Linked DNA regions of Mus musculus: regions 2, 3, 4, 5, 6 and 7 are each linked to region 1. Evidence: chromatin contacts called from public Hi-C, HiChIP or PLAC-seq and promoter capture Hi-C data. All regions are on one chromosome and are shown on one strand. Each heading gives the region's core, a stretch centred on a gene start, on an enhancer-like site or on the middle of the called end of the contact. The rest is flanking DNA. Distances are from core to core; before and after follow the strand shown. Region 1 holds the start of Asb6 (ankyrin repeat and SOCS box-containing 6). Region 2 holds the start of Ptrh1 (peptidyl-tRNA hydrolase 1 homolog). Region 3 holds the start of Setx (senataxin). Region 4 holds the start of Med27 (mediator complex subunit 27). Region 5 holds the start of Plpp7 (phospholipid phosphatase 7 (inactive)). Region 6 holds the start of Nup214 (nucleoporin 214). Region 7 holds the start of Aif1l (allograft inflammatory factor 1-like).

What was found. Promoter capture Hi-C pulls out the DNA fragments that hold promoters and counts their contacts. Hi-C and Micro-C count contacts between places; a contact is called where the count stands out from the background. HiChIP or PLAC-seq counts read pairs in DNA pulled down with a chosen protein or histone mark.
Region 2: a contact with region 1 is called in a Hi-C map of CD4 T cells, with 6 times the contacts expected there. The contact joins the promoter of Ptrh1 here to the promoter of Asb6 in region 1. A contact is called at or near these places in 1 of 39 promoter capture datasets (liver) and 1 of 484 Hi-C or Micro-C datasets (CD4 T cells).
Region 3: a contact with region 1 is called in a FOXA1 HiChIP or PLAC-seq map of pancreatic cancer cells. The contact joins the promoter of Setx here to the promoter of Asb6 in region 1. A contact is called at or near these places in 2 of 39 promoter capture datasets (liver and pre-B cells), 1 of 115 datasets of contacts at active chromatin or transcription factors (pancreatic cancer cells) and 2 of 9 other capture datasets (liver and pancreatic islet).
Region 4: a contact with region 1 is called in a Hi-C map of B cells, with 7 read pairs. The contact joins the promoter of Med27 here to the promoter of Asb6 in region 1. A contact is called at or near these places in 2 of 39 promoter capture datasets (liver and pre-B cells) and 1 of 484 Hi-C or Micro-C datasets (B cells).
Region 5: a contact with region 1 is called in a promoter capture Hi-C map of liver, with 4 times the contacts expected there. The contact joins the promoter of Plpp7 here to the promoter of Asb6 in region 1. A contact is called at or near these places in 2 of 39 promoter capture datasets (both in liver).
Region 6: a contact with region 1 is called in a promoter capture Hi-C map of liver, with 2.4 times the contacts expected there. The contact joins the promoter of Nup214 here to the promoter of Asb6 in region 1. A contact is called at or near these places in 2 of 39 promoter capture datasets (both in liver), 1 of 484 Hi-C or Micro-C datasets (neutrophils) and 1 of 115 datasets of contacts at active chromatin or transcription factors (regulatory T cells).
Region 7: an H3K27ac HiChIP or PLAC-seq map of embryonic stem cells shows a contact between it and region 1, with 5 times the contacts expected there. The contact joins the promoter of Aif1l here to the promoter of Asb6 in region 1. A contact is called at or near these places in 1 of 39 promoter capture datasets (liver) and 1 of 115 datasets of contacts at active chromatin or transcription factors (embryonic stem cells).

The regions. Positions count from the first base shown.
Region 1 is chr2:30,826,926-30,829,714 of GRCm38.p6, reverse strand. It overlaps Asb6 (ankyrin repeat and SOCS box-containing 6), which reads left to right and starts at 1,415. Exons shown (of 6, transcript NM_133346.2): 1 at 1,415-1,641; 2 at 2,617-2,789. The coding sequence starts at 1,529.
Region 2 is chr2:32,774,498-32,777,286 of GRCm38.p6, reverse strand. It overlaps Ptrh1 (peptidyl-tRNA hydrolase 1 homolog), which reads right to left and starts at 1,466. Exons shown (of 5, transcript NM_178595.3): 1 at 1,392-1,466; 2 at 764-983; 3 at 481-580; 4 at 259-304; 5 at 1-165. The coding sequence starts at 1,457. Ttc16 (tetratricopeptide repeat domain 16) reads left to right here and starts at 1,654. Exons shown (of 15, transcript NM_177384.3): 1 at 1,654-1,956; 2 at 2,192-2,239; 3 at 2,730-2,789. The coding sequence starts at 1,939.
Region 3 is chr2:29,123,578-29,126,366 of GRCm38.p6, reverse strand. Setx (senataxin) reads right to left here and starts at 1,375. Exons shown (of 26, transcript NM_198033.2): 1 at 818-1,375; 2 at 404-515.
Region 4 is chr2:29,345,348-29,348,136 of GRCm38.p6, reverse strand. Med27 (mediator complex subunit 27) reads right to left here and starts at 1,327. Exons shown (of 8, transcript NM_026896.5): 1 at 1,090-1,327. The coding sequence starts at 1,292.
Region 5 is chr2:32,094,106-32,096,894 of GRCm38.p6, reverse strand. It overlaps Plpp7 (phospholipid phosphatase 7 (inactive)), which reads right to left and starts at 1,367. Exons shown (of 2, transcript NM_145521.4): 1 at 633-1,367. The coding sequence starts at 1,083.
Region 6 is chr2:31,973,110-31,975,898 of GRCm38.p6, reverse strand. Nup214 (nucleoporin 214) reads right to left here and starts at 1,449. Exons shown (of 36, transcript NM_172268.2): 1 at 1,291-1,449. The coding sequence starts at 1,335. It overlaps Aif1l (allograft inflammatory factor 1-like), which reads right to left. Exons shown (of 6, transcript NM_145144.1): 6 at 2,457-2,789.
Region 7 is chr2:31,948,944-31,951,732 of GRCm38.p6, reverse strand. Aif1l (allograft inflammatory factor 1-like) reads right to left here and starts at 1,430. Exons shown (of 6, transcript NM_145144.1): 1 at 1,352-1,430; 2 at 1,143-1,204. The coding sequence starts at 1,382. It overlaps Lamc3 (laminin gamma 3), which reads right to left. Exons shown (of 28, transcript NM_011836.4): 28 at 2,650-2,789.

The DNA.
Region 1 (2,789 bases), core at 166-2,665:
GGCACAGACCCAAAGCAGGAAGCCACGATGTCCAGTCTTCATGGTGCTGGGTATGGAACTCGAGGCATTCTGCTCGGTGAGCCAACTCCCAGGCCCAAAGGGGAACTTTTTTTTTTTTTTCCCCATGAATAGGGATGTTTTGCTTGCATGGCCATATGTGCATCACTTTTGTGCCTGTGCCCACAGCGTCCAGAAGAGGGCACCAGATCCCCTTGGCCTAGAGTTATGGGTGGCTGTGAGCCACTATGAGGGTGTTGGGAGCTGAACCTGGGCTGATCAAGATCTCTCCAGTAACCTGCCACCCTCCACCCGACTCCTCCCCCCTCTTGGAGATAGAGCCTCACTATGTAGTCCTGGCAGGCTAAGAACAGAACCTAGGTCCTTTGCAAGAGCAGCCAGTATTCCTAATTGCTGAGCCATCTCTCCAGCCCCTGTACAGATTTTTTCCCCATTATTCCCTTAACAACCCAATAAACAATGACCAACCTGGTGTTTACTCTGTTGGGTGCAGAGTCCCATAGAGCTGAAATAGGTCATGAGAGGAGCTGTGTACCCATTCTGTGTAAGATCCTTGGCCACTGGGTTTGGTGTCCTGGGCTATCCTGGAACCAAGCCTAGCATCCCAACACTTGAGAAGTGGAGGCAGGAAGGCTCTTGGTTAAAACAAAGAAGAAATTTTGTTCCAAGCCAGTAACTCTATGGCAGATGGCAGGTGCCAAGCAGAGAGAACACAAGCCCCCATAAGGGATTGGAGCTACACCTATGATGGTGCAGCCTCAGGACCATTGACACCTCCCCATAACTGACCTTTTTAGAGTCATCAGGGCCTTGCCGCAGGACTCAAAGTTGCAGCCACTCAAATTTGCGTAGGGGGACGCTACCTGGTACAGTCCTTTCTGCTATGTCAAAGCTTCCTCCTGCTCAGGGTCTAGGCAAGTGATATTATGCCAATTTTCCAGATCAGGACATGAAGGTTCACAGAGTCCCTCCAGTGAAAAGTGGGAAAAGTGGGCAGCCTGTTTGGCTAGGCGTCAAGGGACAGAGAATAAGGAACTGCCCCCAGCGTCTGTGGGGAAGAGTTGGGGTGCAAGATCCTCATTACGCCACTTGGTCTACACAGTGGAGAAACTGAGGTGGTTGCAGCCTTTCCTTAGAGAGTGGCCAAAGTCAAGTAGGCTGCAGAAAGTAGTGTTCAGGCTCCGAATAGGGCCTGTGTCACCTCGGATTGGAGCCAGTCAGTAGCGGGGCCGCATGCCCCGTCGGAGCTCAGACGCCCTTCAGCGGCCTCGCGGGGAATTTCAGTGCGGGGCGGAGCCGGACAGTGATGATCGCCGCGAGGTCCTCCCCGGCGGCAGGGGGCAGTGTGACTCACATGCTCCCTCAAAGGCCCGCACGGACCGGAAGTAGGAGTGGTAGGATAACTTCCGGTGCGGAACTGGGGCCTGGGAGGATTGCTCACCGGCGCGGGGTCTGAACCGGTAGATCGGGAGGTGGTGGCCTGTGGGTGTCGGAACACGCGGCCGACGCCATGCCGTTCTTGCACGGCTTCCGCAGGATCATCTTTGAGTACCAGCCCCTAGTGGACGCCATCCTTGGCGCCCTGGGCATCCAGGATCTGGAGCGGCAGGAGCCCCTGGATGAGTAAGTCGCTGCGGTCCTCTGTGGTTGTCGCAGCGGGAGTGGGAGCTGCGTGGCCGCGAGCTCGAGCTCCAGCCTGAGGCGGGCTCGGAGTGTCTTGTAGGGCAGAAGACCCGGGCCTCTGCTGCCTGTGCATGGATGCTGGAGACGTCCTGGCTGGGGCCGACCGGACTTTCGGCAGACAGCAGGCCTCTCCGAGAGCCTCTGGGGAAGCAAGCCGGTGTGGTCCGTGTGCCCTGTGCAGACCTCCTTGGGTACTCGGAGCGCTACGCCTTCGGAGTGCTTGTGCTACAGAGACAAGCGAGCACCCAGACCGGCATCGCGGTCTGAGATGCAGAGTAGGGTGGGGCAGAGGAGCTAGCAGTCTCACCAAGGATGTCTTTTCTAAACCACATCAGCCCTTTCCTCTGCGGCCTACTCTGTAAATGCAGTGCCAGGCGTTTTTAAGAACTCGGAGGCGGGGCCGCAGGGCTGCACAACAAGGCGCTACTGCCCTCCTTTGGCGGAGCCCAGCATATTTAGGAGGGCTGCCCCAGATAAGCGTTTTGTGTCCGGGCGTTGGTCAGATCTTAGGGCCCACCTGTTGCAAGAGGTCTGGTGGGTGAGATTAGGGCGAAGAGCAAGTAAGGCGCGTCGTGGCCAGGTGACTCTGAAGGTGGTGTTTGGGCCGTTGTCAGAGCTGGGGTAACATATGGAACAGCGTCCAGGCCCAAGATGCACTTAGTAGGTAGTTTTGTCTAGGAAGGGTGAGAGCTTTAGGGCTACCCTCAAGGTGGTGTGAGAGAAGATGGGGCAGAGCCAGCACTTTGACAGCATGCTGAAGGATGGCTTTGAAATCACTTAATGCTTTTGACCAAGAAAGAGTTGTGCCCCACAGAGCATGCGCAGCTTGTGTGGATGCTTGTGAAAGGGCACACAGGCTAGGGCCACTGGCCCCCGTGAGTTCCCACTTTCTCTGTTCTGCCTCTTGGTGCACAGTTCTGCTTCCAGCGAGGAGAGCCGGATCCTGGTCCTCACGGAGCTGCTGGAGCAGAAGGCTCACTCTCCATTCTACCAGGAAGGCGTGAGCAATGCGTTGCTGAAGATGGCTGAGCTGGGCCTGACCCGGGCAGCTGCTGTCCTTCTGCAGAGTGGGGCCAACCTCAATTTCG
Region 2 (2,789 bases), core at 217-2,716, 1.9 Mb before region 1:
TCCCTGGCTTCGAGCACGGATGTGGTCCAGGAGCAGGTCAGTGGCCTGATCCATCAATGGGGACAGTAGCTCCTGCTCCTCCGGGGAGAAACAGCCCAGGACATGGTTCTCCACCATATTAGGGTGTGTGGGGCGCCCGATGCCCACCAGCAGCCTTGGCATTGCCTGTAGGGTCCCAGGGGAATGAGGATGCATTGGTGAGATACAATGTCAATGCTAGCCACCCCCACCCAGGGCAGGGCAGAAGGGTAGACTCACATTGGAGTTCAGACAGCTAATGCAGGAACGGACTCCATTATGGCCCCTTGAGGGGATATGAAGAGCAGTTAGTACTTTCTGAGGCAGTGCCCTTCCTCCATTCCCTTGCCCAGGCCTTCTTCAGAGCAGCCCAGCCTATCGAGATAGATAGTCTCAACAATCTTACTCCACTCCAACAGAGGCCAGCATCCCTACCCAAACCTACGCACATAAGAGCCTCACCTTGCGCTGCCCCCCAGCTTCAGAGCCAGCTTTCCCAACGGCTTGTCCAGTTCATCATGGACCAGATAGATCTCCTCCGCAGTCAGCCCAAACAGCTCCGCTTGGCACAGGGAAACAACACTCTAGTTACTGCATATCTGCTCAGAGGGGTCACAACAACCCCCATATGTAAACAGGCTTCCCCAAGCCTTCACTGTAGTAATTGGGGCTCACCAGGCACTTGTCACAATTGAACCCTCTCTCTGGTCCCTGTGCCCTCTTATCCATGAAACCTACAACTCACCAGCTCGGGCTACGCTGCGCCCGTTGACGTTCATGAGGCGCCGCGGCCGGAGCAGTACCAGCTGAGCATCCCCGAGCGGGGCCAGGGCGAGGTCAGCAGCACAGCGCGAGTCACGAGTCCAATTCTCCGCCACTCCCAGTCGCCTTGCTATTTGCCCCAGCACCGCCATGCCCACACTGTGCCGGGTGCCGGGCATTCCGTGGTTCCCCAGGCCAGCCACCTGTAGGCAACACTCACTCAGGACCCAAAACATTGACCAGGAAACAGAAGCGACAGTATTGGGAAGGAGCACTTAAGGGTCTGGGAACTCCTGGAGGCCCCACCAGCCAGAGGATGCCGCTCCCTGGTGCAAGAGCAAAACTAAAAGTTTGGAGCCAGTTAGTATTGCGCCTATTTGACTAAGTAGAAAAAGGGACAACTATCCCGAAAAGATGGTTCCGAAGGTAAGGTTGCTGCTAACCCTGACAACCTGGGTTCGATCCCCAGAACCCACATGGTGGAAAGAACCCTCTCCTAAGTTGCCCTCTGACAGCCACAGGGCACATGCATACAACGCATACACTTAAATGTAAGCGTAGCTGCGGAGCCAAGCCCCGCGTCCCTGTGTAGCCACCCACGCCCCACTCACCAGCCACCGCTTCCCGGGGAACCGAGCCTCGGAAACCTGCCGGCTCAAGGCCCAACTCCGCCGCATCCCTGGACTAAAAAGACCGGACTTCAACGTGCCGACTCCCATTCACAGCCAGGACCCCGCCCCTTGACGTCAGGCATCCCTAAGCCAATAGCATCACGACATGTCCAGCGACGCCCAATCCAGGCTGGGTTTGGCGTCCGCCATGTCTCTGCGGGGCGGAAGTGGGTGGATCGCGGGCCCGGGCGAGTGTCTGGGTGCATTCCTCCGCGACGCGTCACCCTGTATGGCTCAGCCTTTGCTCGGCCTTTGCTCGAGGGCTGGTACCTCGTTAAGTTTCTACCCTGGCCCGCGTCGGCGTGCACTGCCCATAGGTTCTTTCCTTGACTTAGGCCTTGGCTTGCCTTGCTGAGTTTCTAGTGACTCTCGGAGGCGGGGCCAAGTGGGCGGGGCCTATGGACATCGTGGACCTGGTGCCTAGCAACAACGGAGCTAGGGAACCTCAGAGTATGCTTAGCCCAGAAGTTAGCCTAGAAACCTGGCCATGACAGACAGAAGCAAGGTGAGGGCTGAGAAGGGGAAAGCTGAGGCAGAGGTCGGGGCCGCAAGAAGGGCTTGAGGAAGAGCCAGTCAAGCCCTTCAGGGGAACTGGGAGAGGTCAGAGGTCATCATTTGTAGTGTGGTAGGGGAGAAGGGTGACTGGCCTCCCAGTCCTAAGGGAGAGAGAGGGCAGAGAGATTTTTTGGGGGGGTTGTTGTTGTTTTAACGTTTTGGGGTTTTGTTTGTTTGTTTTATAGACTCAGAGAACTCCATCTGCCTCTAGCTCTAGAACGGGGTTATTAAAGGTATGCACTACCGTGCCCAGCCCAAGTGGAGAGATTTTGAGGAGTGAAACACAGAACTTGAGGACTGATGAGACATAGGTTCCCCGATTCTGGTGACTATGGGAAGGGTGATCACACAGAGGTGAGAAGCCCTGGGAAGAAGTCAGGTGAAGTGCTTGCTCAATGTGACCTGACGAGTGTGAGAATCCCAGGGCGGGAGTCACAAGGAACCTTGTGCAGCAGGGTCTGAAAACGATGAGCAGCTAGAGCACAAGGTGAGAGCAGACAAAGCCCAAGAGGAGAGCAGAGGGTGCAGTGGTTCCTTGACCTTGACCACAGGACAGGGAGAGAGGCAGGGCTAGAGAAATGTTGGAGCCCTGGGGGACTGTTGAACCCCAGACTAGGTGTGCCTTCTACCAGGAGGCCTCTTCACACCTCTTCCAGTAGGCAAAGCTCCTGGGGGAAGTGTTCCTGAGGCCTTCTGAGCTTACTGCCCCTGGCTTGGTTCCAGGAGCCTCACAGTGCCCGTTCCCAGAAAACTCCAAAGCTAAAGGTTCCTGAAGCCCCAGAG
Region 3 (2,789 bases), core at 126-2,625, 1.7 Mb after region 1:
TTTCACTAAGTGCTCCATTGAGAGTGCTGACACCAACTCCATCTCTAGAGCAGTAACCTCAGGATCACCTTGTCCCTCTCCTCTGCTGCATCTGAGTCTAGCACTCCTCCTTTCTTGAGTCTTCCTATTCTTTCATCATTTGCCCGAATTACTAAGTCTAATCTCTCTGCCTCACCTGACCTACCTCCAAAAATTCCTAACAAAATGCTGCCAGAGGTTACTGCACACATTAGACTTATTTTAAAAAAAAAATTAAAGATTTGTTTTATTTATATGAGTACAGTGTAGCTATCTTCAGACACACCAGAAGAGGGCATGTCAAGGTATGGATCTATGCCACATTTTTAACTCTAGTACTTATCAAATAACTAAAAAAGAAGTTATTGTTTAATAAGACAATTACCTTGACCAAGGTCCTACAGAGAAGTGATGCTCTTTGTGATTGCTGGGCTTATCTGTGAGATGTGGCTCTGCATTCAGACAGATTCACACTTTGGCCCCCAAAAAGAACATTTCTGAAATTAAAATAAAAACTGATAAAATGTCCCTTACATTATGCATCTCACCTGGGCCTTGTGTCATCTAATGAGTTACCTAGGTCAGGTTAGATCCACACACTACTGGGGGGAACGGCTTAACACTGATCCCCCCCCCCAACTTCCCTAGGGACTGTTCTCCTCCAGGGGCCAAATAGGCACTTGATCACATCCGCTGTGGGCGTACGGGAGGCTGTCCACACCGCAACGCCTGGTACGGCGGGGAGGGCGTCCGGGTGCCCATGCGGAAGCGACGCCAGGACAGAGGGTCGGATCCTTACCCGGGAGGCCTCCCTCGCCCCGAAGCTAAGGGTCCTCGCTGTACATCGTTGCCCAGGGCCGGCGGTGCTGATGCCAGAACAGCAGAGATCCGGGGGCGGGCCTCGCTTGCAGGAAACACCAAGCGCTGCCCGCCCTTGGTAGCAGCGGCAAGCCGCCGCTCTCACCAAACGCAGCTCTCCAGAAGGGTCACAGCAGGCGCCCGCTCCCGCAGGCCGCGCGCAAGTTCCCAACGGCAGTAAGCCGCGCGCCCCTCACCGCGCACGCGCTCTCCTCTCCTGCTCGTTCGCCCGCTCGCGGCTTGTCCGCGGCGCGTCTCACCCCGGCTAGGCCCGGCTGCAGCGCGCTAACCCACCTCCATGCCCCCCGCTAGAACAGCAGACGGAAGGGCAAGGCGACGCCCAACGCCCAACCCGCCGCTGCCGCGAGAGCGGACCCCGCCCTCAGCCCGCCCCCGCCAGAGCCGGCTTGTTGTGGTACACCAAGGGGGCGGACCATGGGGGCGGACGGGAGGTGGAAAGTGCAGCAGCGGGGAACAACCGGCCTGACCGCTGAGTGGCGTCACTTCCGGAACGAGGGGGGTAAGTCCGACCAATCAAGGACTCCCGTCCAAAGGAGCGGTAAATTAGCCGAGGAGCCTGTCCCCGCCCCTTTCCTCGTCCCGCCCCCTTTCTCACCCCGCCCCTTCCCCGACCCTCTTCGGGGAGATGCTTACCTGCTGGTTCCCTTTGGGCTCTTCCGCTCCCCAACGTCCGCGACGTCTGTCACGTTTCCGTCCGAAACCTAAACAATAAAATGTGTGCGTGATTCTGCAAGGGCGCCCCAAGTCGAGGGCTCTGCCCGTTTCCGACCCAGAACAGGCTCCGATAATGGAACACAGTCATGTCAGATTTCCCAAAGGACAGTTGGGTGGCCCAAAACCTCTCCTCCTCAAAAACGGAATTTAGGAAAAAAACAAATCACTTTACAAGCCCGGCAGCCTGTGGTCCCTGTACTCAGAAGGCTTAAAGCCAGCGCATCCAGGCCCAAAGGCCAGCCTCGTACAGAAAGCGATTTCGAGGCCTACATTACATTCACCAAAATTTTAAAATTAAAATAATTCTTTTTTTTAAAAAGGAAAGGGTGTGATGAGGTTTCAACTCCAGACCTGGAGGTCAGCGATTTGGAGGCCTAAATTAACCAAAAATTAAAAGTTAACATTCTTTCTTTTTCTTTTTTTTTTTTTCCTTTTTTTTTTTTTTTTAAAGGAAAGTGTGCAAGAAAGTAACTCAGGAGCACTCACCTGTCACACTGTAACACTGGGTTCCATTGCCAACGCCACAGAAAAGAACAAGGCTCTTAGAGGTGGCAGGTGGGTCAGAGACCTTCCTACCCTGGAGAACCTTAACGCAGAATGAGAAGCCAGCGCCTGAAGCACGAGGGTAAAGCTCTAAGGAACGTTCCAGAAAAGGGGGTGTGGTTTATAAGGCAGCAGATGACCGTTAGAGGGGCTTTAGCCAATCAGGAAGCGGCAGTTGAAGCTGACCGTTATTTTCTCCCCCCCCCCTTTTTTTTCATTTCGTCAAAGGTTTCTATCAAAATCAAAGTTGCAGAAAGTGGTTTCAAACTAGAAGCACTATATGTATGCATGGTTTTTAAAGTAACACATTTATGATAGTTTTTTTTTAAACAAGACTCTTGATAGCTAACTGAAATTTTCAGAAATGAGGGGAAATGATAGAAACTACCCGCAGTTCCTTGTCCCTGATGATACAGATCCTGGCAGAATTCGTAACCCAGATTTCAGACTTCAGCAATATACCATGCTTTATTCGTGAAAGGACATAAATGCTAAGTTACTCTTGAGTGTAAGAAACACAAGTCTGACGCTGGAGCGAGAGCTCAGCAGTTAGGAACACTTACTGATCTTCCAGAGGACCCAGAGTTAATTTTCTAGCGCCACATTGCAGTTCACATCTGTCTGAAACTTCGGTC
Region 4 (2,789 bases), core at 78-2,577, 1.5 Mb after region 1:
AGATTTCTGAGTTTGAGGCCAGCCTGGTCTACAGAGTGAGTTCCAGGACAGCCAGGGCTATACAGAGAAACCCTGTCTGGGGGGGGGGGGGAGACCTCAAGTCCTTCCATTCTAATTTCTAAGACAGGAAGAAAACACAAGTTCAGGCACAGAAGACATGCCTACTAAACTGTGTGTGGTGGCACACACCTTTAATCCCAGCAGATTAATCCAGAGAGGCAGAGGCAGGAGGATCTCTTGTGAGTTTGAGGCCATCCTGGTCTACAAATTGAATTCCAGGACAACCAAGACTGTTACCCTGAGAATCCCTGTCTCAAAATCCAAAGTGCCTTCTATGCATGGCATCTGAGTAATGTCTTCTCAGCAAACTCTTAATACACTAATGATGTAAAAGGAGTCCCGTGAGGGAAATATGTAATCCCCAATTATTAGGGGTTAACCTGCTCAAACATTCCTTTCCCGTTGTAGTGAACTGAGTCCTCTGAAACTGAACCTAAATAAATTCTTCCTCTTAAACATCCTAATAGATGTAAGACTGTATCTCTCGAGAAAAGAGCTAAACAAAAGGAATGATGGTGACTGGCAGTGAGGAGCAGGTGGCTTCGGAGGGGAAATGGAAAGAGGCAAAGGTAACGGAGGTAGTCTGAGAATGAGGTGAGGTGGAACTGATGAATTCTAGGCTCTGAGGATGGGAACTGGAGCTCATCGGATCGAGAGGTACGTAATTGGGCCTGGGACAGTGTTGATGGGGAGACTGGCCCGATGTGATGGAGCCCAAGGAAAAGGTCTGATAAGATCGACGAGGTGGAAGTTCCTGAGAAGAGGTTTCCTCATCAGATAGGACCACTACAGCGGGAACCGAGGACCACAGATGACAACCAGGACGAAATGGCCAACAGAATGAATACTAGGTAACGGGACGGGAGACAAGGAGTCCCTGAGAGGCTGACTAGGACCGGGAGATGAGCGAAAGTGACAGCGGACTGTGAATAAAGGAGAGAGGCCCGTGACTGGGCAGACTGGCGCGGGATCCGGGCGGGACAGGTGCCAGAAGGGTCCTCAACCCCGATCCTTTCAGCCAGTACCTACTTGAGGTCCCGGTTGACGGAATGCAAGTTGTCCTGGAAGTTCGCGATGAAGGCCTTCTCGCGGCCCTCCAGCGTCTCTTTGTTGCGCATGCCATCCTTAAGGCAGTCGAAGACCCTACTCACGCTAGAGCGTAGCGCCTGGATGGCGCTAATAGCCTGCGAAAAGGCCTCCAGGTTCACACCAACGCTCAGCACGTCCGCCATGTTGCAGCTGTCACAGCCGGCTTTCCAGAGTCCACAGCCTGAGCGGCGCGCGGCGCTTCGTGATGACGTTGTCCTAGGAGGGTATTGGGATGTGTAGTTTGCGACGTGGCTCCCATCCAGGAAGCTCTAGCGAACTTGGAAAAACAGCGCCAGTCTGACTGAATGAGAGAGTTGACCACAAGTTATGATCTCCATCTAGGGAAGTCATTTTGTCCTCTCCTTTTGCTTAATAGTGAATGACAAAGAAATGCAGAAGCCCACTGTGTATCTCCAAAATTTGAACAGTCACATAGGAATTTCTCAAAACAATAAAATGTCCCCAGAGTACATGAATGAGTCCATATTCATAAATAAAGGGGAAGAACTCTCTTACCTGTAGTAAAATGCCAACACATAAATGAAGGCAGAGTGATACAAGAAAACTGCCACTTGGCAGCCTAAATAATTGGTTAAGGTATGAATCAATTGATGTTTTTTCGAAACAGCAAGGTATTCTATATAGTTTCAAAACGTTTTTCTTTATGAAACTTAAAAGGAAATAGAAAACATTTGGGCTACATGAGGACCTGTGTCCAAAAAGTAAATTAACAATAATAATAATAATAGAAATTATGGTATGTGTCCAAAAGAATTGAAAGCAGTGTCTAAATGAGATGTTTGTACTTCCATATCCACCGCAACCTCATTCACTATAGTCAAGTGTGAAAGGAGCCAGATATCTACCAACGTATAAGCAAATAAGCAAAATGTGATTATATATGATACAAATTGATATATACTGTGACATCAAAATGGACAATATACCTTTCAAGTTAATGGAAGATCAAAACAGGGAAAATAGACCTTGCAGCTTAGGGGATCTGTTTGCAGTTAAGACAGTTAAGAATAAGTTCCTCTGTCCTGTGCAGGCTAAAGTTTCTGTTTGTAATTAAAGAATAAGTTCTATTTGCCTCATGTTAAGTCCTTGCAAGTTAGGGTTTTTATTTGTAATTAAGAATAAGTTCCTGGGACTAGAGAGATGGCTCAACGATTAAGAGCACTGACTGCTCTTTCAGAGGTCCTAAGTTCAATTCCCAGCAACCACATGGTGGCTCACAACCATCTGCAGTGGGATCAGATGCCCTCTTCTGGTGCATCTGAAGTCAGCTACAGTGTACTCACATACATAAAATAAAAATAAATCTTAAAAGAAAAAAAAAAGAATAAGTTCTTGTTCTTTTTGTTTGGTTTGTTTTTGTTTGGTTTTTCGAGACAGGGTTCCTCTGTGTAGCCCTGACTGCCCTGGAACTCACTCTGTAGACCAGGCTGGCCTTGAACTCAGAAATCCACCTGCCTCTGCCTCCCAAGTGCTGGGATTAAAGGCGTGTGCCACCACTGCCCTGCCAAGTTCTTGTTCTTTAGGTAAGCTGCAAAACACGTTTTCAACCTCTACACTAAACTCGTGACCACATTCACTAGATGAGCATCCCTCCCCTTGTTCCTCCCTTTCATTGCATC
Region 5 (2,789 bases), core at 118-2,617, 1.3 Mb before region 1:
ACCACATGGCAACTGGAACCTGGCAGTGTTGGTTTGGAGGGCTAGTGGCAATGACTTTGGCAAAGGAAACTGACAACCAGGCTCCTTTCTCCAAAGGCATCCCAGGGGGAGGAGCGGGCTAGTGCTCCAAGTGGCTCAGAGTGGGTAATAGGAAACCTTAGGTGGGTCCCTTGAACCTTTAGACTCTAGAAGAATCCTAGGCAATTTGTAGGGTCTCTAGCTGAGCATGAAAGAGGGGAAAATTTGGGGTCAGTTCAGTAGTGTCTGTAACTGGTTAGGAATAACAACCTGACCAAGACATCACACTAGGCCACTCAGCAGAGCCCCCAAATTCACCCCTTGACCTCTTTGTACTCTGCCCCTGGACAGCACCCCTGTACAGAGAATTGATTCCCAGAGGTGCCTGCTGGCCTCTGCATGCTCCAGCCCTCCGCTCCCCCCCCCCAATTTGCAGGGGGCCCTTGCCTCCCCACACTAGAGGCTTGTCCATTTCTGGGGCACCCTTTCTGCCTAGCCTCATTACACGAGTTCCTTGGTTTCTCACAGAGCCTGATGATCCTGGAAGGGGTTGGGCCGGCTCCCAGAAGGCCTGGCGGGCCGGGTGACAGACAGATGGCCGCGGGCACACTCACCTAGCAGCAGGTTCATGAGCACCTCTTGGCCAGCCAGGGTGCTGCTTCTCACCAGGCAGAGGATGGTGCCCCCGATCCAAGGAATGCCGTGGCCTGTGATGCCAATGAGCTTGACCATGGAGCGGGCGCTGGCCCAGGATGCAGCCCGGCCGGCACACACCCCCAGTCGCTTGGACATGCAGATGTCAATAGCCAGCAGGGAGTTGAAGGCGATGCCCTTGAATGAGGGGTTCAGCTGCATGCAGTCCTCCTCGGGCAGCTGCTGTGACTGGCGACGCTCCCGTGCCCCGTCGCTGGAGGGTGGGGGTTGTGTTGAGGGCCCCGAGGCCTTCCTACCTGAGCTTCTGGGCTCCTGGGTCCCCTTGGGGGGCTGGTTCAGGGACAGGAACTCAGCCCGGTTGAGGACATTGTTGCGATCCCTGGCACGGGCCCGGCTCTGGGAAGCTGGCATGGTGACCTCACTTACTATGAGAAGGCCAGTCCCAGCCCAGTTCCAAGGGCCTTCTCCCAGAAGACAGGAGCCACCACCTTCTCTGTAGCAGCTGTTAAATATAGAGAGGAGACTTGCACATGGCTATTTACCTCCAGCTGCCACCCGGCTCCGTTGGGGACGTCAATGACAGCTGGGCAGTCAATAGAGCCCACCCTTACAGGGCCAGCGCCAATAGAGCCACGGACAGGCAGATGAATCCACAGCTGAGGCCTGGCTGCCTCGGGCCTGGGCTATTTAAATCTGCCAATGGCTGGTCCTTGGGCTCTGAAGAACTCTGGGAAATGTAGTCCATTGTTCTTGATTCACCCTTTGCTTCCCGTTCTGGTCTCTGGCCCTAGCAGAGATGGACTCTAAATTAACACCTGCTTTTCCCAGCTACACTTTGACCAGCTTTGACCAGGGCAGATCCTTCATAGCCAGGTCCTCTTGTTCCCCTGGCTGGGCAGTGGGTACTTTAATCCCAGGGACTGTAGGGGAATTTTGATGTCACTGAGAGCACTCTATGTTGGGTCTCTAGGGCTAAGTCAACTATCCCCTTTCTTCTTTCCTCCTCCTCCTTCTTCTTCTTTCTTCTTCTTTCTTCTTCTTCTTCTTCTTCTTCTTCTTCTTCTTCTTCTTCTTCTTCTTCTTCTTCTTCTTCTTCTTCTTCTCTCCTCCTCCTCCCTCTTCTCCCTCTCCTCCCTCTCCTCCCTCTCCTCCCTCTCCTCCCTCTCCTCCCTCTCCTCCCTCTCCCCTCTCCCTCTCCTCCCTCTCCCTCTCCCTCACCCTTCTCTCCCCTCTCCCTCACCCTTCTCTCCCCTCTCCCTCTCTTTCTTCCTTCTTCCTTCTTCTCCTCCTCCTTTTTTAAAAATACAGTGTTGATTTTGCTGTTGTAAACTGTGGTGCATTTAAATGGTTGTTGTGAAACTGGCCTTCTGTTAGACAGATGGGTAATTAACTGGGAAGAGATCTGCCTCTTGGAGATTGACAGAAGTGACTGCCCGGGGCTCATCACATCGGGATTATGATTTGTCCGTCTGTCCCGCTCAGTCCAAGACCCAGAGTTTATGCACAAAGACCACCCCAGAGCGTCTTAAGGACAAGAAGCCAACTCAGGTTCTGTTGTCTCCAGCCACAGCAGATAGGCCTGCAGGCTCCAGAGTCAGAGCCTCTCACATCAGCTCATATCAGCTGGAAGGCTTCGCTCAGCCTGCCTCTTTCCCGAACCTTAGGGTTTCTAACTGTAACACAGGCATCATAGTGCCCACTTCTTACAGTTGTGCAAGGCACTCAAATAGAAGTTTGTAAAACGCTGAGTAATTGTTCTGCTCACAGTGCTCTGTGGGACTCCATGTGATATGGAACAAAGTCCTTGTTCGTTCAAAAGGACCCAGCCCATGGCCTGCCTTTGTCCCCATTCTTGGCTGAGGTGAGGCCAGTATCCAAGAGCCCTTAATGTGGGGTTCCTTGCAAATCCCAGTTGCATACAGCTGAGACAGATGAAGTAGGGACCACCCTATGTCTCCTCTCTTAGTGTTTAATTCAGACCAAGCTTGGACTGGGAGAGCCCAGACCACATCATATCTTCCCTCCTGGGTGTGGCAACAAGGCATGTGAGCTTCCTCATCCTGGACTTTAGACAAGTTCTTCTGACTGGTCTAGAGAACAAACAATAATAGACATAC
Region 6 (2,789 bases), core at 200-2,699, 1.1 Mb before region 1:
TGTGCTGCCCTGTAGGTGTTGGGAATTGGACTCAGGAGCTCTGGAAGAGCAGTACTCTTAATCCCAGTTGAATACGGTGGGTAAAAGTTCACACAAATTTCCCCATGAGGCCACACTGGCCATTCATAAAGAAACAAATCATCTATCTTTTTTGATATTATCATCCTAATAGTCATGACTGTACCACTGGGGCTTGGTGGCTTTTTTTGTGGTGGGCCAGTGTGATGAAGCAACACAAAAGAAACAAAACAAAACAAAACAAAACAAACACAACAGACAAACCCAAAACCCAAACCTCTCCTTTCTGCTTTTGGCAGGAATTAAAATACTGCTATTAGCCCTGTGGTTCTAAATTCTCTACCCGAACATATCTGAGGAACATGAAGCTTGCCCATTACCGGGCTCAGCACATGTGCTGACTCAAGGAAGAGCCACTGTTTCTAAGCATGATATGGAGCACTCGACCCATGTGCATTTTAGCGACTCACCGGTCACACAAATGGCTAACACCTTCCTGCAACTCACTCATTTCCAACTGTCTACGGTCCCCTGCCTTTCCATTCTGTCAGAGTATATAAGCCAACTATTAACACAGTATCCAGAAGTTGTAGCATGGGGATCACTTAGGGTTCGCTTGCTTTTCCTTTAGTCTCATGAGTTCAAGCTGATTTCCAGTGCCAAACTTGACTTCCTGTTCCTACTAACTAGGGGTTTTGAAGGCAGATAGTGTTTCTTGGCTCCACTTTAGGTAGTTTGGACCACCCTCAAGTATAGAGAGCTAATAAGAACTGAGCGTCTAAGCCAACTGTGGTAATGCACACCAATAATCCCACCACTTGGGAGGTGGAGGCAGAGACAAGAGCCCAAGACCAGAAGCCACCTTGAGCTACAAGAGACCATGCCTAAATCGTAAGAGAGATGTAAGGCTTTTGCCACGTGACTTTGGATCATTTGCTTTCAAGGCTTCAATGCGCTCCTCTTTCTAAGCTGGTCGTAAGGGCTGCAGCGACGGTGGCGACAGTACGTCTCACTCAATAAACAAGAATCGCTGTCACCAGTAAGGCGACCAGCCCATCAGAGTACCTGGGGTAACTCAGAAGGCGTGGACAAACCCACGCAAGGACAGGTACCTGCACTTGCAGGGAACTCAGGCCCGCGACACGCAGAGCTGCGGACGCTCTGTGGGGCGAGCGATCGCGACCCTGCGAACTGCAGGAGCAGCCGGCAGAGGCGAGGCTCCAAGGCAACTCCAGGACTACGCAGGCGGGGAGGCCCCGGCCAGGCTCTAACCTTCATCTCCCGCTCAGGGATCATGGCATCCATCTCGTCTCCCATCGTGCCGCCTTCAGGGTGTTCAAGTAGCTGCTGCTGGCGCTGCCGCTGCCACCCGCGGCCTTTCAAACACAGCTCAGGCCGCTCAGGCCTCAACTTCCTTCCCTCAGCGCCCGCGGCGCGTGGTAGATGCGCGTTTCCGGCGCGCGTGACTGACGTCACCCAGGCCGGTTTTTAGTGTGCTCGGAGGCAGTCGAGGGCTGCTCGGAAGTCGCGCGCTTGCCAATCCACAAGGCCCCATTGGCCGGTTCCGCGCAGTGGGTGTGGCCATGAGGCGCGGGCCGGAGTCCGCCTTCCTTTGGATGCTGCGTGCGCAGCCTCGCTATTTAATTTTCTTCCTTAGAGAGAGGCACGCTCGGCCTTCCTGAGACTCTCGATGCTTCCCGGTAGCACTTACCTGCAGGGCTCTTAGAAGCTTCCGACTTAGAGAAGTTAGGAACTTTTTTGCTGGGAAGAGCGGACAGAGAGGTTCGGTTAGCGGGTGGACTGCACTGTGTGCCGGTGCAGAACCCTTTTAAAAACGGAGAGGAAAAGGGACAAAAGATCGGTTTTGTTTACTGTTTTCAAGGCAATCGTTTCAGATCATAAGCCATATCCACTTCACATCGCAAATGGTGCGCGGCTATCATCTCAGCTTTTGGGGATTAGAGGGTCAGGAATTCAAGGTCTTCCTAGGCTACATAGCAATCTCTAGATATCCTGAGTTACATGGGACCCTGTCTGGAAAAAAATATGTAATAAGAGAATTCCACACAAAGCAGTTAAATTATCCAATAGCTTTCAGCCAGGAAGGGTTAAGATTCAGATCTGCGTATACTGACTGATGTTGAAGACATTTCTGGAGTAGAATTATAAAAGAGGTTCCTAACTTGGAGCTGGTGGGTCAGCTCCAGAGGGCACATTCTGTCAGATGCAGTCTCTCAACAAGTTGCATGTGTGCAAGCCTCTATTCATTGTAAAATGCTAACAGTAGACCTGGGTCTTGGGCTTAATCAGATGACGTCAACTGTCTGTCTGGGACATGGGAGACCCAGGACACACTCATTTACTTGGTACCTGTTGTCAGCTAGCTCTTCTGAATTTACTGAGCCCAGAGCTGTCCCCAAGAAACACAAAGACACTGATAAATTGCTCTAGTTTATTTCAGTCTGCAGGAGACCACATCCCATCCATACATACACACATGCACACAATAATGGCACTCACCCAAATCTACCTTACAAACATCTTTTGAGTCACAGGGCAAAGCCATACTTGGCAATCCCCAAACTGCTGGTTACACCAGTTACATTTGGTCTTTTTCAGAAATAAGGCAGCCGATGTCCCAAGAAAGCTAAGCCCTTAACTAGAGAGGTTAAAAACCCTGGAACCAACAGACACAACTTGAAATATATGCCAACTCCTCCATTAAAGGGTCATTCTTAAGTCTTCCCATAGATTGATCTTCAGACCACTGC
Region 7 (2,789 bases), core at 181-2,680, 1.1 Mb before region 1:
GAGCTGGTGGACGGGAAGAGACACCTATCTGGGTCTAGACAGTCCATGGAAATAAAGGAATTAGGTCGAAACACTTCAACAGGACCACAGCCCTGGCATCTCCAACGACCTCCAGTTACCTCTAGTGTGCTAACCCTACCAGCTAGCTCCTCGACAGGGGCCTGGAGTTTGTCACTCTGGGTGTCCAGGGACCAAAGGGGCAAATAAGAAGAAATGCCTCCCCTTATATCAATTGGCATACCTCAGCCCCAATGTACTAATAACTCTAGGGTAGAGTGTCTAGCATGGAGAAAATCTTAAGTTCAGTCTCCACTGTAGAGGAAAAGAGAGAGAGAGAAAGAGAGAGAGAGAGAGAGAGAGAGAGAGAGAGAGAGAGAGAGAGAGAGAGAAACTAACTTCGCGGGCTGTCTCCCTAGCGCTGGACCCCAGAAGATGTAGGCTCCTTACTTTCCTGAGCCCACAAAGTGACCCTGCAGGAAGCGAGAAGCTCTTACTGAGACACCAGTCACATCTGAACACAGATCCTGGGAACCCTAAAGCCTCAGGCTGTGCCACCTCTGTGCTTTGCCAATCCAGGAGGCCCTGACACCGTTTCTTATCTCCTGGGATCTACACGCTCAGTAGCAAACGTACGGAGCTGCTATTGTGTCTCTGGCAGCAGCGGAAGGATTTCTTTCTAGAACTTCCCCAGGACCAGGACCAGCATAGAAGAAAAAAACAGTCCCTTGGGCAACTTTTCTAAAAGCTGGTGCAAAGAGCTGTGTGTTAGAGTTGGAGGTGGGAGGCAACAAGGAAATGCCAGCATTAGCCAGCTCCTAGTGTTAAGTTCTGCGGGTCTATGGAGACAGCACTGGCCCTGGGGTCTCTCCTGGCGCCAAACCCCTTAGGTGGTCCCCAGCCGGCTCCCTCACCCGCCCCACCTCCCTGGTCGAGAGTTACAACTTGCAACTGGAGACGCCAGGCAGAGAACTAAGGGGTGGAATGGACTTACCTGGAGTTGGAGGCCACACAGCAGGGGCCAGGGATGCAATTGCAGAAGGCCAGGGGTAGGGGAGGAAGGGGCTGATTTTGTCTGGGGGGAAGGGGTGGCACAGTGCGGCACATGGGACCCACACGCTGTCCCACACAGTGACGCGGCTTACCCGATTGATCTCCTCGAGCCTCTTCTCCTGCCGGGCTTTGAGCAAACCGAACGCCTTCCCTCCTGCGGGAGACAAAGAGTCGGCGGGGAAGCTAGGGTACCAACCGGGCCACGCGCCCCCTCCGAGTTCCCGCGCGCGCCGCACAGCGCACACAGGTGGCGACCCAGGGACGTCCGGCGCGGGATAGCGCGGGGACAGCAGGCGCCTACCTTGGAACCTGTTGCTGAGTGCGACCGACATGGTATGAGCCCGACTCCGGACAAGGCCAGGGACAACAGGGAGGAAAAGTCGTCTGGTCCAGACCTTCGGCAGCGTGTGGCGACGGGACCCAGGGGCGGAGGGACCTCGCGGCCGGACACACCCCGCCCCTCCGGCGGCCCGCCTCCTGCCCCCCTCCCCGCTGCCGCGCGCACCCGGGGCATCAAAGCCCGCTGTTTAGCCGGACGCTTAGCCCGCCGCCGCCCCTCTGCTGGAGGACGCGGAAAATGCAAGATGGGAACGCCCTCTTTCCCCATCACCAGAAGAGACAATATCACATCTCACTAAGAACTTTGCAGAGCTGGTTGTGAAGATCAAGTGCCAATAGAGGCTGTCACCTCACTGTCACCTTTGCCCGGCAGTGCCACGATAACACCGATATTTTAGATAAATACGTGTGTTGGTGCAAATACGGTGTACCTGACACTTGGTCTTTGTGTGTCATTTCCCCTAACTACAAAGTAGTACCGGTATGCCTACTAGATAGAAAAGTCTGGAAGCTGAAGCTGGGACACGAGTCCTCTAGGGTGGTAAAGAAGCAGCCTGTGACTTGAGGAGAAGCCAGGGTGGGCATGCAAGAACTAGGAACTTGTAAAGAAAGAGATCATGAATTCCAGTGTCCAACCTGAACAGACTAGAGACCCTTTCTAGAGACAGGGTCTCCCTCCATTGTTACATTGTGGACACAGGCACAGATCAGGATTGCCCTAACCATGGGATCCAGGAATCCCTGTTCCCCTGACTTATTTCAAGTCTACACTCCTTAGATTGGGATCCTGGGACCAGCTGACTGTGGGGACGGGTAGCCAAGCTCACACAGGGGAGTCCAGTGGTCCAGATAGAATGCTATGGGGCTAATGGGAGGAAAGATGCTTGCGAGGCAGGGCTCCTGCTCTTAGGTTCCTCCCACTATGCATTCATTCATTCATCTGAAGCTGGGCACTTGACACAAGCTCCCTAAGCAGCAGAATAGGAGAAACAGGAGCAGGGACTGCACTGTAGAAGGTAGGCCCACAAGGGCTTGGGAGTTCAAAGCCTGCATGGTCGTGTTCCCTCTGAAAGCTCGGGCAGGAACTGGACTCAGAACAGGGCCCTATTGCTCTGGTCACAGGCTGCCCATGGTCCCAGCTAGCTGGGTTAGCTGTTGTTGTGTGACCAACTTTTCCTGAGGAGATACAACACACACGTTTACTCACCCCAGTTTAGGAACCCACGAGAGATCCAATTACAGATATCACCCAAGTCCAGCTTGGTGACCCAGTAAGCTTTATTAGGGTTATTTACAAGAATATGGGTGAAGAGTTAACTTACAGAAACAGAAATGACTCACAGACAGCTGTGTTGCCAAAGTCCACCCCCTAGCATGGATGACAGCTCACAAAACTGGGA